Regions from separate parts of the Gossypium arboreum genome. Here region 1 is linked to region 2. Evidence: chromatin contacts called from public Hi-C data. All regions are on one chromosome and are shown on one strand. Each heading gives the region's core, a stretch centred on a gene start, on an enhancer-like site or on the middle of the called end of the contact. The rest is flanking DNA. Distances are from core to core; before and after follow the strand shown. Region 1 holds the start of LOC108482988 (pentatricopeptide repeat-containing protein At5g61400). Region 2 holds the start of LOC108482140 (photosynthetic NDH subunit of subcomplex B 4, chloroplastic).

The links. A called contact is a pair of places that touch in the nucleus more often than the background predicts.
Region 1: a contact with region 2 is called in a Hi-C map of leaf, with 2.5 times the contacts expected there. The contact joins the promoter of LOC108482988 here to the promoter of LOC108482140 in region 2. A contact is called at or near these places in 2 of 5 Hi-C or Micro-C datasets (both in leaf).

What each region holds. Positions count from the first base shown.
Region 1 is chr1:18,600,003-18,606,543 of ASM2569848v2, forward strand. LOC108482988 (pentatricopeptide repeat-containing protein At5g61400) reads right to left here and starts at 4,298. Exons shown (of 2, transcript XM_017786139.2): 1 at 2,799-4,298; 2 at 1,452-2,797. The coding sequence starts at 3,953. The coding sequence ends at 1,919.
Region 2 is chr1:18,214,724-18,221,014 of ASM2569848v2, forward strand. It overlaps LOC108482140 (photosynthetic NDH subunit of subcomplex B 4, chloroplastic), which reads right to left and starts at 3,555. Exons shown (of 5, transcript XM_017785249.2): 1 at 3,344-3,555; 2 at 3,088-3,262; 3 at 2,918-2,973; 4 at 2,739-2,810; 5 at 1,454-1,725. The coding sequence starts at 3,457. The coding sequence ends at 1,612.

The DNA.
Region 1 (6,541 bases), core at 3,048-5,547, 390 kb after region 2:
ACTATTAGTTTGTTTGGTTATTAGTATAATAATATAAAAATTTATTTAATATATATATTGTAATATGAGGAAAAACTAGTGAACATGATGAATAAATAACCCATCTTTCAGTAGGTAGATTATTAATAGTGTAATAAACATATATTATTTTTGTTTGGTTAAAGTGTTAAACAAGTAAAACATAAGTATTTTATAAAATATCAATTTTAGCTATAAACTAATCACTTATTTAAAGAATTACGATGCAACAAATAAATTGGTACGTCATAAATCTTAATCCAAGAATTCAATTATAGGCATAAAATGTTTGCTCCAAGACATAAAAATAAATGGGTACACCATAAATTTGGTTATCAATTTATCTCTCAATTATTTAAAATACTTAAATTAAATATAACTTTTAAAAACAAAAAATGAGCCAACTAATATTTAAATTCAATACTTAAAAGAGTTTGATTCTATATTCAAAATCAATGCTCAAAGACTTAAAAACTAAAATATGAATAAACTAGTATTCAAATTCAATAATAATTTATTAGAAGCAAATTGATGAATAGCAAGAGAAACGAGGAGAGGAAAGAATTCAAAATAAGATATCTTTTAAGATGTAGTTTTCAATAAACCAAAATGATTTTGTATGCAAAATAGTAAAAAAGTTAAAAATATAAAACCTTTAAACATACCAGGAAGAAAAAAATTTGGAAACCACATACCTAATTCAAGAAATCAAGGTGAGAGTGAAAAGAAAAAGAGTCTGGAAATATATGGATGATATTTTTGTAATTTGGTTATTTTATAAAAAAAAACACGCTATGAAAATGGTAAGGGTAAAAAACATAAGTCCCACCCAAATGAGGTAAAATTTTTTATTTTAGTACAAAAAATCACGTGTATTAAACCATGTGTATTAAAACAGAGGCGTTAAGTTTTTAGAAAACAACTTTTTATTTTTATTTTTATTGTGCTTTAAACTTTATGTTTACTAATTTAAATATAAAATATAAATTATAAAATATAAAATAATTAAAATGTTTGATTTGAGTAATACTCAAAATGAAATTAATCTGAAATATTCATTTATTTATTTTTCTGTTTAAAAATGGGAAATAAATTTGAAGGCAAGGCAAGGCATATAATTTAAAATCGCAGTGTCACATTATTTAACCAACAAATCTAAATAGTTTTATCGCATCAAATAAATCCCAGTTGCTGTTGGACACAGCAATGAGCATTTGTTTCAATTTTTTAGGAATTGGGCAACTTTAGTTCAAACGGAAATGACAAAATTATCCTTAAATCTTACTACCATTTTATCTTTATAACCTTTTTATATATTATTTTATTACCCTCAAATATAAGCCTTTCATTTTTCAATTATACTCAATTCAGTATTTTACTTCTTTAAAGAGCATAATAGCATCAACTATTTCACAAATACTACCCACATGCAATTTCTGTTTCTGTGGGCGCAAACAACACAAATTCTTCATTAAATAATTTAATTGTTTCACTTTGGCTCCTAAATAAAGCTAAAAACTTACCAAAATTTTCATTGGTAGCACCAAAGAATTTGAGTTATTTGGTCATTGACAACTACATATTTCTTCAGCCAAGGAACTCAACTTAGCTGGCTTGCTTTCAGCATCCAGGACTTCAGATATGAACAATACATGTAATGCCTAGATTCCAGTTCATCAAGTATCGAACAACAGTCCGGCATCTCTCCGGTTCTGAACATTTCAACTAGTATGATCAGTGATCACTGGCAGCAACCATAAAGTAATTGCAGAACCACTCCTCTGAGCTGCAAACAAGCCGATGCAGTGCCAAAAAATATTGCACTACCTCAAGCTTCGAGGTCAGAGAGTGAGCTAGCCATCACTGCAGGGAGAAATTCACCCATCAGACTGATTGCTAATCACAAACAGATCTTACAGTCCTCTTTCACTTTATAGTTAGGTTCATTTTCGTCCCCTTGATTCAAAATGCCCGAGCCCTGAACAGCTAAATCCTCAGAGCACCTTAGAGCTGACCTAAGGTCTCCAATCTCTTGATAACCCCTGGCTACAACCGCATTGATGGCAATGCTTGGCATGATGCCCATCTTTATCATATCTGCGAGCAACATCATCACATCAATCATATGCTTGGCTTGAAAATGACCCTTTAACATGACAATGTACAAGGGCGCATCTACCATCAAACCGCTGCATCTCAAATCCGAGAAAATTTTACTTGCTTCAAATACCTGGCCTTCCTTGCACATGGCTTGAATTAAGCTTGTATACATCACATGATTTGGGGAGCAAAATAGACCATCAAACTCATCAGTTACTGTTTCACCAATACCAGCTTTACTCTTCTCCAAGAAAAAGCTGAAAGCCTCCGAAACTCTTCCATCCTTGCAAAGGCCATCGATTAAACTACTTAACGTGAAAACATTGGGCATTAATCCTGATTCCAGCATCTCTTTATGCAGCCGGAATGCCTCCTTGATATTACCATTTTTACAATACCCATTAATCAAAGCAGTGTAAGCCACCACATCCGGAACAAGACCTTTGATAACCATTTCGGAGTAAAATCCCACGGCAGCTTCCATGTTTCCAGTCTTGCAATAACCATCAATCAATGTAGAGAAAGTGATAACATTTGGTTCTACACCATTTTCGCTCATTTGAGAGCATACCTCCAAAGCCTTCTCCATGTTCCCCACTTTACAGTACCCATCAATCAGGGAATTGTAAGTCACAGAATTAGCCAAAACTCCATCTTTGTTCATTTTCTGCAATAAAAAAGCTCCCTTCCTCCACTTTACCTACAGTACAAAGACCCTTAATCAGTATGCTATATGTGATAACATCAGGCAACATTTCCAACTTCTCCATTTCTGAGCTCAACTTCACTGCTTCAGAAACATTGCCTGCCCTACAGTAGCCATCAATCAAACAATTGTAGACAAAAATATTGGGGAAAACACCATACTTAACCATACAAACAAAGTAGCTCCTAGCTACCGTCAGTTCACCCACCTTACAAAGTCCATCAATCAAGATACCAAAAGTAACAATATTTGGTCCCAACCTATCACTGATCATCATCCCATATATTTCCAAGGCTCGTTCGACTCTATCCATCTTGAAATATCCATTCATCAAAACATTATAAGTGTACAAATTTGGAAGGAAATAACCCTCTTTAATCAATCTAAACATACGTTCTGCCTCCAGCATCTTACCTTCATTACAAAGTAACTTTATGACAGTTGTGTAGACGACAACATTAGGTGGAATTCCTTTCATCAACAGTTCATAAAACAAGTTGTGTGCCTTTAAAACATCACCTTGACAACAACAACAATTTATCAACACCCCATAAGTAACAACATTAGGCAAAAACCCCCGTGAAAGCAATTCCTTGTAAAGATCCCACATGGAGTCAAACCTGCCCAACTTAATTAACCCATCTAAAAGTGCATTACAAGCCTGCATTTGAGGGAAAGTTTTGATATTTCTATAAACCCACAAGGCATCTTCGATTAAACCCATCTGGGAAAATGCAATGATTAATGACCCAAACACATTGGGAGTGAATTTTGAGGTTTGAAATCTGTTAAGGGCGTTGAAAATTAAGTGGCAAGCACGAGGGGGTTCCAAAGAGCTATGGAGGGCTTTGATGAGGTATTTTATCAAACACCTGGCGTCCTCGTAAAGTTTAGCACTGGCCAAGACGTGAATGATGGCTGAATAAGGCTCGAGATTCTTCAAGGGGTTTAAGAGATTGGCATTGGAATTGAAAAGCTTGAGAGCTTGGTGAGGGTTTTGGGTGTTGAGGATATCCTTTGTCAGATGATGGCATGACGATGACGAGGAGGAAGATGCCATTTTACAAAGGTTTGAAGGGTATTTGGTGCAAAGAAATGGCGTTTGTTTACGCGGGAATAGCTTCAACATTTTCAGTTTATAGGTTTACATGGCCGAATCCTAAAATTATAAATTGCTATCCATGTTGAGATGGAACACCAAACCAAATAAATTCAAATTGTAGGTTAAACCTACAACTGGGGCATTGTTCTTGCATCTCTTCAATAAACGGGGTTCGCCATGTTTATGGGCTAAGGCTCTCCTACGAATCATGTAACCCCCCCTCCCCCCTAAACATTAGAATTTTCCTCCCGATCATTTTAGTTCATTTTTTCGTGACAATTTGCACCAATTAGATTTAGACATTTTGCATAAATGGTACCTCAATAATAAATTTATCTATGTAATAATTTAATTAGCCCACATCATTTAATTTTACTTTTTTTTTTTAAAATGGCTTCCATTGAAGTAGAGAGAAAAATAGAAAAACAAATCCGCATGGGTGAGGCCCAAATCCAAAGACAAAAGCAACAAACTGCAGTAGGCCCCCAATACAATTAGAAAAACACCAAAGAAGGAACAGAAGACAAAAGAAAAAGAAATCCTAAATGTTGTCCCAAAAGCAACTGATGGAATCCAAAAATCCCAAAGCCAAATCTGAACAGCTTGCAAGCACGACAATGGAGAAAAAGAAATCACAACAAGGAGAAGTAAAGAGATGCAACTTTTCTAACCCAATGATTGTGGTGAAATTAAGGCGAATGAGTGGTCGACCTTCCTTTCTCAGCTACTGTGCCTGTCACCTGAAAAGGATCCTCCACGACCTAGAAACGGTCCGATGTGCAGCGAAATCCCAGCATCGCGAGCTAGTGAGCAACCCAATTTTACTCTTGAAAACATTGGCAGACTGTAGCCACTGCAGAAAAGGTATGTAACTGCAACCTCCCCTTTGTAATCAGTGCCCGAATCACTGACCGGTCGACTTGTACGTTATTGAGTTTACGTATCACATGCAGAGAATCCCTTTCGAACACAACTCGAGATAGCCCAAGGTCCCGAGCCAAATCCAACACTGATAAGAGAGCCAACGCTTCCGCAGCAAAGGCCGATGAGACCTGACCATGGATCCTATTCCAAGAGACAAGCACCTGGCCCTGGGCATCCCGCACCACCACCCCCGAGCAATAGGAGTGTGACCCTTCTATGTATGTAGTGTTGAAGTTGGCCTTAACTAGAGGCGAGGGCGGAGGACACCAACGTGCAGTACGCAAAACCACCAGAACCGCTCCTGGCGCGTCCAGCACCAACAAGCCACCTAAGTAGGAGCGAATAAAGGAAACCAACTTAGGAGACGTGGAACCAAGGCCCTCATGATAGTACCTGTTACGCAACCACCATAGTGCCTAAATTGTTGTAAGGATGAGTGCTAAATTGTCCCTAATATATGCTTTACAAAGAAAACCTAACCAACTCATAAGATCTGAAACATTGTAGGTACCAGCCCAAGATATATCCAATAGATTCCAAACCAAAATTGTTAAAGGGTACTCCCGAAGCACGTGAATAGGCATATCAGGTATATTGAGGCATCTAGGACAGTATTGTGTAGTAGAGATGTGTCGATTGTAAATGATGTGTAATGTGGGTACATAATTGCAAAGGAATCTCCAAGCAATCATGTGAACTTTAATAGGGACCCAAATCTTCCATATCATTGTAAAAAAATCATGCGAACTCAGAGGGTTGAAAAGACTAGAAGGAATAGAGAGTTGTTGCATAGGCTAATAAAGCAACCTATATCCACTACGAATGAAGTAACAACTAGTTGGATCGCATTTCCAAACCACCAAATCATCATCATCTGAACGAGAGAGAGGAATGCTAAGAATGCGATTTGCCTTAACGACCAAAAGCAACTCACTGACCAAGGTATGATTCCATTGGGCCGAATCCTGTAACATCAAATCACTCACCCAAGTAACATTAGTATTAACAGATAAGTGCACAATACGGCAGAGAGCTTTGCCTAGGAGCCAAAGGTCTTCCAGATGGAGATGAAGTGACCATTGCCCACCCGCCAACCAAGGCCCTTTTCTATCAGGCACCGAGAGCACTAGATATTGTGCTAAGTATAAGAAGGGTAAAACCCTAAGCCCACTCTAAAAAATCAACATTAGAAAAGTAATGTGCTTTAAAACCCGGCTCATAAGACAATCCGAATATGTTAATAAGCACTACCCCTGCTTAGGCAAGAGTGCAATATTAAACTAAGCCAAATCACGAAAGCTCATACATCACACTTAGTTGCGCTTAACGAAGACCAAGAACACCAATGAATTCCCCAAAGACTCCCTAATTTCTGTCGTTAGAACCGACTTATAATAACTTCAAGTGTGCGACAAATGGAAGAAGAAAATAAAAAAATTGCATTGCAAGCGTTGGAATTGCTTACAAAACAAAACGTACAAAAACACCCTAACCACTCTGAGATAAGTAACATAAGTTCCAACTATCAACACATCGATGAAATTGATCCTTAAAATGCTAGAAAGTCTTCTGCTAACTCCTTTCAACCATTAGGGGAACTCCCAAATATTTATCTGTCTGATGGACAGTGCGTACACCCAATACTGATCCGATACTAGAATCGATAAAATGCTCCACATCGAGCTGAAAGA
Region 2 (6,291 bases), core at 2,305-4,804:
GGTTGGCAAATGTCTTCCCAACCAACCAAAGCCACTTTTCGACTCCTTATCGAAGACCCCCAAATAAACTGACGCACCATGCTCTCAATTTCCTTGCAAAGGCCTTTACGAATCAGCATAGACTGCAATAAAAAACTGTGGATCACCAAAAGAACTAATTGAGCTAAAGTAGCTCTGCTAGGTAAGGATAACGTCCTTGCCTCCCAACTTTGTAACTTGCTCTGAACTTTTTCCACCACAAACCGCAAAGTGCTATTGATTACTTTTTCATGAAACAGAGGTACCCCCAAATAACTTCCAAGATTTTAGTTCTACGAAAACCAATGATCCGACATAGGCTACCTCCTGAAGCATCATTCACTCCTTCAGAGAAGCGTACATTCATTTTATTAGCATTAATTTTGTGTCTAGAATAATTACAAAAGTTGTCCAACACCTTTTTCAAAATGATGGTTTGATCCTCTTCCGCTACGATTAAAACGTATTTTAAACTATACATAAGTGGATAAAGTTGAAAATTATCCTATAATTAAATGAATCGTACTAACATATATTGAAACTAGAAGGCATTGTGGGTGGTAAAGTTCCGACTAGTGCCAATTTATCTAATCCAACTTCAATGACAAACAAGTACCAAAATAAGTTTGAGTTTTGTACTTACGTACGTACTTATTTCTGACATTTTTTCCTATCTACGAAATCTATAATGGTTTTTATATTTTAAAATTTTAAGGGAATTGCAACCCAGTAAAGGTCTGGCCAAAGGACCAATCCGAAGGAACAATATTGTTAGAGACAAAAGTGTGTCCCATCGTTGGTTGTGACCTTGAAAGAGAGGCTTTGCCCATTAAGGTAACCGTTGCTTTGCCAGTTTTGGCCACAACTTCTCGATATGGGTAACCAACCAATTTTCGACCCTTTGATCGAAGCCGAATGAACATTCCTGGCACCCCCGACATTGGTGAATAGGACTAGGTTGAAGTACGAATGGCCATTGGTTGTCACTCTCATGCCCCTCCTCTTTCTACATGGCACCCTATAAAAATCACAATAACATATGTTATGTCCGCAATAAACATGATTGAAAACGCGTATGTAACTACAAGCTGGAAAGATAAGTTATAGGAACAATCCCAGCTTTATAATGAGCAATTTGTTTGAAAACGGGTTGAGAGAGATGAAAATGGTTGGTTTGGGGGGGGGGGGGGGTTGCACCGGCCGCCTGCGTTGTTTGGCGGGCACCAGTTAGGTTCATTAACAAACTTGAGCTCAAAACAAAAGCACAACTCAAGCCATTAGTTAACAGTGCTGTGCTCAATGCTGCCGTATTGGTCCCACACCCTTGGCTGTATAGATTTCCATATCCACAAGCCCCACCCTTAAAATCGAAGTAACATTTATTATATTTGCAATCGAAAAGTTGCTGCTAAATAGGAAGTATAAAACGAGAAAATGCCAAGAACTCAAATTTACTCCATAATATCATTCAGGCCAAGCATGTAAAATGTTTGCAATAAAATAACATCAAGAAGTTTATCTTTTTCTGTCGATGCATATTTAAAACATATATACAGGGATGTTTCACATGGTTCTGTATATAATATCAAGCTTCTACTTGCGGCCTGCTTCTTCGAGTTCTCGAAGCCCACCGACCTTCTGCTCTATCTCCTCAATCAGCTCTTCACGCCACAACTCTGCCCTTGCAGATTCTTCAATGTCCTCTTGCTGCATTTCAAATAGCCTCATGAGCCAAACAACATATACAACTGAATTGAAAGTGAACTAACAGTACTTCAAAAGCAAAAAGGTAAGAACCCTTAGCTTAGTCCAATTAGTTTATGCAATCAAACTTTTAAAAACTATGGAATCTAGCAAGTATGATATTATAATATCCCTAGACTATAAGACCTTTATGCCAAAAGAGAAAAGCCTAAGAATCAATCACATATTTGGTACTTCAACTTTGGTAAGATTTAGAAATTGGTGCTTCGAGATTGATTTTAGACTAATTTAATGTCAAAGAAATGAATCCGGCGCTTAATTCAATTCAATTGGTGGGTTCATGCATGTACATCCTTCCCTTATTCCCCAACCGAGGCTTCTTTTTTTCCGCAACCAATCAATAATAATATAATTTATCACATCCACAATGTTGTGACTGCAAATATCAAATATTAAAAAGTATATTTATAAATTTATTTTAATAAATAATTAATGGAGTGATAAGAGATATTTATTTAAATTTGTTTAGCTTGTGTTCATTTCACAAACAATATTTTACAGTTATTTCATTTGGAATATTATAAAAGTATCAAGAGACCAAAAAATCCTTAGAATAACATTAGTTATTTTTAAAATAATGATAATTTAGTAATTTTACAAATGAGTTGATTGTACCTTATATAGTGTATATATACAATTGATGAAGGTAATAAAATATGAGTATTAAAATGAAAATGTATAAAAGTTATTAAAACAAAGCTTTAGTTAATTGGTTAATTTAAATTTTATCAATACAATTTACAGGGTTCTAGTTTCATTATATGTATATTTTGATTGGTTTTTAATTAAAAGATTAAAATACTTTGAATAATATAATTTATTTTAATTATAGAAAGATATTTTTGTAATTCTTTAATCGAATTAGTTACTGATTTACTCGTGACAACAACTTAGTTAAAGTCTTAAATAACAGTATAGATATGATATAGATGAGGAAATTAAGGGATGTAATTAACCTTCTCATAAACCCAATGTCCAGTACCATCACCTCCATCTTTCCTGTATACTTCAGAATCATAGTATGGATCCTACACAATGAATGTTCTAAATCAGATACTTTAAAGCTCAAATCAAAAGAAAGCCACCCATTATATATCAATTATAGCGAACAAAATCAATGGACATATGATTATACCTTGGTGGACCCAAAAAACAAACATCCCCAGCAAGTGAACATAATGTAGAAAGCATCTATAAAGCAAAAAAGGACCAAAGGAAAATTCTTCAGCATTTCATCATATAGCTTCAATACGTAAATCGTTGACCAATTTGAATGAATGAATGAATTGATGGAAAAACACTTACAAACTTTTTTAATGGCTTCATCACTAAGATGCCAAATAGATTTATTGGTTATAATTTCTCTTTGGGCATCAAGTTGTTGAACATGATGAACTAAAACTGCCATTAGAGGCCAATCTGGTAGAGCATTAACTTTAACAAAAGCTCCCCTTCTTTTACTCTTGTTGCCTTCATCAATCTATATGTATATACATCACAAATTTCAAGCTGGTACTGCAGTAACATCCCTGCAAATCAAATCACTCACCAAACTACTTACCTGCTGGCAGCCATTGTTGAAAAGCCTGGTGCTGCTTGAAAATGGGTAGTTGCCGAATTTGGTAGGTTGAAGATAACTACAGTGAATCCATGGTTTTAAAATGGTGAAGCTCATATTTGGCTTGTAGAATGTGGTAGTTCTTTTTTCTTTTTTTTCCTCCAAAAGTTATGGATTTTTGGTACTTTAGTTATGTGAGTGAAGGGCTAAGTAGATAAGGCACTCATTTGCATCCATTCTTACTCGGCCCGGTCGGGTCACGATCCGTTTTAAAAAAAAAAAATCATGTCAAATCTCGGCCTGGTCCGATTAGTGGGTCACTTTTATTATTAAAATTATTATAAAATAATGGTTTTGAAAAATATATATTTAATCAACAGTAGTGATAAAATATGAGAACAACTCAATTTGTATTATTTTTCTAATATCATATTATATTTTATGTCGTGTTTTAACCTTTGCAATTCTTTCTCAATTACATGCAATCTTAACTAAAACAATAATAGTTCATCATAATCTAATTTTTAGACTTTAACTCAACAATTATCCCACACTAAAATTGAAATACTTTTTTTATCTAAATTTAACTTGAAATTTAATAATTGTCTCACATTAGAACATGGCCTTTTTTCCAAAAATATAAAACATTAATCTAAATTAAAAATTTTAAACTCAACATAAAAACATTTTGTGAAATTCAAACCCAAAATAATATTAACCCTAATATTTCTTGGAATATTTTCATGTGAACTCAAAGGAAAATCAAAACTGCCAAATGTTTACCTGCTGCAAATCAATCCTAGTTTTTAGGTAGGGACGAAAAATAGGAAAAAAGCAACAAACATATTAAGGTGTAGGTTATCTGTCCAAGACTCCAACCGACCACTTCTTTTGATTAATCTTGTTTTTATTCGATTATTTGTTTGTTGTGTATGTTGGATATTTGATGAAGGAAAGATTGAAACAGAAAGCGATACAATAAAATAGAGAAGTGTTTGGATTATAATTTTTTTATTTTTCATTTCAACATATTAATTTACATAAACATCTACGCTTAAATAAGCTGAATATAATAATAAAATACTACAACTTGATAAATCTTGAAACTTGGAGAGCTTTCAAGCTTGGTGAGCTCGCATGTTTGGTGAGCTCGCAGTTTTGATGACCTCGCAGTTCGCACTATTGATAAGCTGGCAAATATGGTGAGCTCACAGTCTTGGTGAGCATGTAGTCGTGTAGGAGCTAGATTCGCCAATGTATGAATAGCTAGAACGACGAAATTTTGCAAGTGTACACAATCATTAACAAGTAATAAAGTGACAAGTAAATGTCGAGTTATCATACCCATAAGGACTGTGAAAGAAAATATTTATGAAATACAACTTTAAACAATTTGGTGAAAGAAAAATATATTGATTTGAAGAAGTTTTTATAAAACTAAAAATTAACTAAGACAAATAAAAAGTAAAAATGTTCCAATACACGATTTCTGAAAATGAGTTTAATCAATATGACATAAATGTATTAAATCAATTACATTCCTTAACTTAGAATTACTAAGCCCATGTTCATGTTGTTATAAATAATTTCACGACAACTTGGTATTTTGTTAACTAAACCATTTGAATTAAATCTAAGCCATTTTAATTAAATCAAGAACAACAACACAACAAATATTCATGTTCATAATCACAACATAAACGAGAAAAATTAAAGAGAAGAGCAGAACTAGGAAACAAATCTTGGTGTTTCTCCGAAGCCAGACTAGTGTCCTCATCATCTTCACAGCTCGTTCTGTCGATTCAAGGCCTTAACTAACATTTAAATGTTGCTACTCCAAGGGAGATGCAAGCTCTCTTTCAAGAGTGGAAATCAGCAAAGGAAGATGACAAGAAAATGGGAAAACAATGAAGGAAATCGAAGAGAGAAAGGTGAAGAATATGTAGGATGTGAGTTGTGTGAAATGAGGAAGGGAATAGGGGTATTTATGTAACGCCCCAAAAATGTTATATTTTGGTTTTGTGAATTGTAACACAAATGTGCATCTACTACAGTGGTTAAGTGTTTTGGGTGTGTGTGTGAAGTTTCAAGTTCAAGTCCTATTTTGGGCAAATTTTGGTATTTTTCTGAATAAAGCCTTAACCTTGTTTAGTAGGCTTAAGTTTAATTGTATGTAAGTTCATATCCAAATTGGCCTGCTGGTCTGGTGGTTAAAATGTGTGTTAGTGTGTTAGAAGTCTTGAGTTTGAATCCCTACGTGAGCAATGGAGTTTTATTTTTGGGCACAGTTCGGAGAGAGTTTGGGTGGAAGTTGAATTCTAAGTTATGGTGTTAGTGGGAGAGAAATTAGGGACGTGTATCACATCTCCTATTTGCTCTTCAAATTTTCTTCTTTCTTCTTTTTCCCAAAAAAAGTTTTGACGTGAAAATTCCCTCTCCACACTAATTGTCGAAATTTTGCCCTCTTTTTTCTTTTTGCACTTGTTCGTTTACCTTTCAACTCGTCTCTTTCACTTGTGCTACGTTGTTTACGTCTTGATTCAGTAAGTTTTGTTAGGATGGTTTTCTTTCCATTCATTAATTTTGTCATTGATGAGTATCGTTGATGTCGATTAGGTGAAGAATTAGAGGCCCAGAGTCGCTCATCGGGAACTTAGATTCACGGGTGTTGTCGTTGTTCGATCGAAGGTAAGGGGTTGTTACTTGAGGGGTGAATAACTCATTATGGATTCGATTTTAGTTAATTTTTAAAAGTCTAATTTGATGTTTCCAATGACCAATTTTAGGTACTGGAGTGCTCGAGAGTGATTAGGCATCGAAAATGATACAGGTGTGTACCCGAAAACACAGAAAACAATAATCGACGAACGCCAAAAAATGAAACTGTCGACGCCACACCGACGTATGGTCGCCCGCGCGGTAGGGCGTGTGGCAGCACACGGGCGTGTGAT